2 separate regions of the Mus musculus genome follow, and region 2 is linked to region 1. Evidence: chromatin contacts called from public HiCAR-type data. All regions are on one chromosome and are shown on one strand. The core of a region is the stretch at or near the end of the contact, and the rest is flanking DNA. Distances in the headings are between cores, read along the strand shown. Region 1 holds the start of Jpx (Jpx transcript, Xist activator (non-protein coding)). Region 2 holds the start of Cox7b (cytochrome c oxidase subunit 7B).

The links. HiCAR-type assays count read pairs that join an accessible place to other places.
Region 2: a HiCAR-type map of astrocytes shows a contact between it and region 1, with 3 times the contacts expected there. The contact joins the promoter of Cox7b here to the promoter of Jpx in region 1. A contact is called at or near these places in 3 of 39 promoter capture datasets (cranial neural crest, erythroid cells and liver), 1 of 115 datasets of contacts at active chromatin or transcription factors (astrocytes) and 2 of 9 other capture datasets (adipose tissue and liver).

The regions. Positions count from the first base shown.
Region 1 is chrX:103,492,268-103,494,893 of GRCm38.p6, reverse strand. Jpx (Jpx transcript, Xist activator (non-protein coding)) reads right to left here and starts at 1,336. Exons shown (of 3, transcript NR_015508.3): 1 at 1,194-1,336.
Region 2 is chrX:106,014,405-106,017,030 of GRCm38.p6, reverse strand. Cox7b (cytochrome c oxidase subunit 7B) reads right to left here and starts at 1,331. Exons shown (of 3, transcript NM_025379.2): 1 at 1,161-1,331. The coding sequence starts at 1,200.

The DNA of each region.
Region 1 (2,626 bases), core at 87-2,586:
TCCTAGGTTCCACAACCAATACTGGGGGGAAAGGGGGAAATAAGCACAATTACTAAACTAAAAATGATGCTTAATCTACGGGATGACAAAAGAGTGAGCCGCAACTGTGGAGAAATATGGCAAAACGTCAACTCTAATATTAGGGTTTCATTTTATTCTCTGTGTTTGCATTTGTGTTAAATAGGTCATAATATATAAAGCTGCCGAAATGTTTTAAAAATAGCAAACATTCCTTTGTCACCCTCATACATATATGAAAAAAATGAGATCATATTATCCTACAACTTGTTTTTAATGTAACAAGCTATCATATCATCTTTTACACCAAAGAGCCAAAATATACAGACTTTTAAAACATCCTCCTATTAATGGATACACAGGTTGTTTCTTATCACTTGCCACAAGAAAAGAGCTGCATAGACATCCTCTTTTAGGTATCCTTATTTATATACTGATGCTTCTCTTTCTGAAGGATTGAGCCGTGAAAGTCAGACTACTGAGTTCCAGATATTGGAACTTGGTACTCCATATATATTTTTATTTTTCTAAATATAGCTACATCAATGCTTCCAAATGGTTGCAACAATTCATACTTTATTCAGCAATGCCTAGCTAAGGTACTGAAATGTCTTTTTGACCAAGTAAGCATCTAACAAAAGAACACAGATCACCCTATAAGGCCCTATTATAACAGATGCTCCCAGACCACAAATTTAGTAACATACTCTGGTCCTCATTTGGAGTACATAAAAAGGGCATAGGGCAAAAAGCGTTATTATACCATAATTAATGTTACCAATAAGCTAGTTTTATCAACTACTAAGTGTTGATGAGAAAGAACTGAGGCCGTTTTTCGAGGCCTCTGGGGAGCTAGAATAAACACTCCATTTTGGAGACACTCACTATCCGTCAAACCCCAATTAGACAAAGGAAAACAAAAGGAAACCTCAAAACACGATCTCTCCTAGGAATGAGCCTCCCCAGCCTGACAGGTTCATCCGTGGAGGTCCGGTGATGTGGGCACTGATCACTCATCTATTGTGGGCGGAATAGGGGAGAAATCCGGAGTGCCAGCCGCCGACTACTCGTCCCGCTCGGCAGACCATGCGGTCGGAGTGGTGACCGCTGCGGCGGGTCGGCGTGGTGACCGCTACGGCGGCCATCTCTCTGACAGCGCGAGACCCGGCACTCACCAGGGCATGTTCATTAATTGGCCAGTTTCTCCACTCTCCTTATTAAGTCATCCTCTAGCTGCCTGGCTAATCCCGGGAAGGACGTATACATGTGGACGCCGCCATTTTATAAGTTACAGAAGCCTGGTGGTGCCGTGGGGGGGGGGGGGGGTCGGGCGGGCGGAGAGCATGCGTCACAGCCGAACAGTCCCTGTGCCGCGCGGCGCCGCGCTGTCAGGCTGTCCCTAAATGGCTGCTCCAGCAACGTGACCGGGACTGTCCGCGGTCGCTTCCGCAGATGACTGAGCGCTTGCGGTTCCTCTCCCGGCTGCCTCTGTTAGCATCTTTCACGTGCTCCCGCGTTTCTTGCCCGTCTTTAATTTGTTCTCTTGCCACCCCCTCACCCCCCACCCCCCACCCCCCACCCCCCCCCTACCCCCACCGAAATTCCTTTTTCTTTTTTGTTTCTATAGAAGACCAGCTTGTGTTTTGCTCCCGAGATCTCTTTCGGAGCCCCTTCTGTGTTTTTAGCTGCCAGCATTGCTGTAGCTGCTATAACTGCAATCTACATGTCACAGAGGCTAGGTGGCAAAGTAAACCACAGGCCTGGGTATGTCCCCTAGTTTTTGATAAAGACAGAATTATACCTTGTCCTATTCCTATTGGACACCTCACAGGGCCGAAGCTGACAATAACTCCTTTGGCTTTTGGATGTTCACACCAATACTGGTTACCACACAAATTAGAAAAGGATCTTGGGTTATCAATAAAGGCAGAGAACTACACTTCCATTTAAAAAAGAAAGAAAAAAGTTCTCATTTTACCTATTGCACCACGAGGCACAGGGGCAGAAGCGAGTGCTCAGTGGTTAACAGTGCTTAATGCTCTAGCAAAGGATGCAGGTTCAGTCCCCGGCACATACTTCTCTCTACACAGATCTCTCTACACAGGCAAACATGTATACACACACACACACACACACACACACACACACACACACACGAAGTAAATGCATGTGTGTGTGTGTATTTAAGTAAAACCATGTTGGAAAGTTGCCGAAGGGGCCTCAGTGAATATCTGCTTGAGGAAGGCTTTGCTAAGGCAACCTGGGACAGCTGTCATGGAGCCGAGGGCTGTCCTCTCTCCAGAAGGTAGCACATTTTCCCTTACACTGGTTTCCCTCTTTCCCAAGACAGCAAAGCCCTGGCTTCTTTTCATTCCATTACAGGCAGTTCTTTCCTGTGCGAGCTCTCCTCAGCTGTAGCCAGAATTTGCCTGTTTGGAATCCTTTCTTCCTCCTAGAGTTTCTCTGAGATGGCAAGTTTGTGAAAATTATTACACACACACACACACACACACACACACACCCATGGCCAAGACAATCAATTTGATATGCTCCTGTGACTATAACCACTTTATTGCCCCCCCCATTTAAATTTTTAATCTAGATTCCC
Region 2 (2,626 bases), core at 82-2,581, 2.5 Mb before region 1:
AAAAAATCATCTTTTTGCCTGGTCTCCAGAGCAAGTTCCAGGACAGCCAGGCTACACAAAGAAACCCTGTCTCAAAAAAAAAAAAAAAATGATAAAAAAACTTTTCCTACAGTATTTTTAAAAGTCCCTAAGTCACTTAAAGATCAAAGAAATTGAGATTACCAAACAACTGTTGTTTCAACACTCTGATTTACCAAGTGATCTCCCCTCTATACCAAAATAAAATTAAAAACAAACAAACAAACAAAACCACCCAGTTTAGTGACCAGAGATTGGTTAATGGTCTTTGACATAGGTATTACTTACTAACCTCTGTTTTACAAAAACAAGTTTATAACGCTAAATCATTTGTCCAAAGTGAAAGAAATAATAAACACAGCTTGTAGCAGATGAAAGATCAGTTGGGCTTCTTTCTTTTTTTTTTTTTTCAATTATTCCCAAAGTACTTCAGTACTTAGAACACAGCATGTGATCTAAAGGTAAAATAAAACTAAATCCATGGCTAGAAAAGCAAGTAAGTATTGTGTAAGGTCACCTTCATTCACATTACTGAAGGTCACCTTCAGGGTAAAGCAATTACAAAAATGAATTTTTTTCTTTCCAGTCCAGTGTATTTTCCATATATACTGCTAGTCTCAAGTTTCCACGTACTTGCCTAACTTTAAAGCAGGAAAAAAAAATGACCATGATTGTTTTCGCTATAGTTAATATTCCGTTAATAATCTACAGATGACTTCTTCAAAGCTGCCAGGCTTAAGGTTTTCAACCCCTTGCTATGAATCCAGATGCGGTAGATTTAGTTTCCTACCACCGTTATTGTAGGAGATCAGTTCTTCTACGTAAATACACTCCCAGAGCTAAAATTTAGATCATCGCTAAAAGAGCAAGGTGTCCGCCAAAGCGTTCTTCCTGGAAATCATAGGTCTCTGAAGAAAGAGAATGCATAACGAGGTTAGGAACACAAGGACAGGATGATAAAGCCACTGTCACAGCTACCTCTGTTATGGCTAGCTTCCCTTCCCAGTGACTGGAGACCACGCAGGGGACCATGCACCTAGAATTAAAACCCGCAGGATTTGGGGCGGAGGAAGAGGGCAGAAGAGCACGAGGACAGCCGGATCCCGGGTGTTGTAAAGAACTCGCCCACATTATCTGCTCACCTTGGAGACGGCTTAGTGCGTTTTTGGCTAAGGGCAACATCGCGGAGACGAAGATGGAACTGCGGCGACTATGCTGCTGCCTTGGTGCAAATTCACCCCAGCTACCCTTGCAAAGCGTCCTGAAAAACAAAATGGCTTTCAGCAGGGAGCCCAAATGAGAATTGGTGAGATGTCGCGAGATTTAGGGGTTGACCTATAGAAATTGTCATCCTAGTTCCTGCGAGGAAATAGGAAGGTCTTTGGGAAATGTAGTTTCAAGCTTGATGGCTTCCATAAAGTAGTATTTACTAAGCAGGGAGGTTAACTCTTTGGACAAAGGTTTCGGACTCTACAAAGGAGAGCTGAGACACCGACCTTACATAAGGCACCAGCATCAAAATGGTGCTAAAACTCCAGAGGATTGGATCTAGTGTCTCACTTCCAATTACAGTCCCTTCAAATTTTTCACATTCTGTCTCCTATTACCTACATTAATTGGTTTTACCTTTATTGGTTTTTTTTTTTGGAATTTTTGTGGGGGAGTTGAGACACGGCCTCTCTATTTAGTCCTGGCTGACCAGGAACTCTCTATGTAGACCAAGCTGGCCTGGAACTCACAGAAAAAGTCCTGCCTTTGCCTCCCAAGTGCTGGGAGATCAATTGACCTTTTTCCCCTAAGGATTCCAGTTCATGTGCATCTGGCAAGAATACTATATATGTATCTTCTTAAGAAACTCTGTGTAGGGCTGGTGAGATGGCTCAGTGGGTAAGAGCACCCGACTGCTCTTCCAAAGGTCCAGAGTTCAAATCCCAGCAACCACATGGTGGCTCACAACCATCCTTAATGAGATCTGATGCCCTCTTCTGGTGTGTCTGAAGACAGCTACAGTGTACTTACATATAATAAATAATAAATAAAAAAAAAAAAAAAAAAAAAGAAACTCTGTGTAAGCCAGGTCTCCCTATGTAACCCAGACTGGCTAGAACTTACTATGTAGCCCAGACTGGCCTAGAATTTGCAATTCTTTTGCCTTAGCTTCTCTAGTGTCATGATTAGATAAATAATGTACAAATCAAACTCTGCTTTTTAGAGCATCCTATCAAAAGGTATAGGATCTTAGCATGTCCCATTCAGTAATAGTATGAACTTAATCATTTAATCCAAGCACTGCATACCAGATTTCTACACTTTAAAGTCACCGCTTTCCCTTTGTAATTAAAAAAAAAAAGTATCTTGAGTGGAAAGGAGGGATGTGTGCAAAAAAAAAAAAAAAAAGGTAACTCCAATGCATAATGACTATCCTATTCTGCATAAGCTTCTATCCACTATGTTTTGTATCCATTGGTAATTCTTTACCACACTGTGTCTGTATGACCACTGCAGTTCATATGCCTAAAGCAACCTGAGTGAGCATAAAACAGAGATACTCAAACCACCATGCTTATTTGGTATGCTTGTTTATTTTTTAAGATTTATTTATTTATTA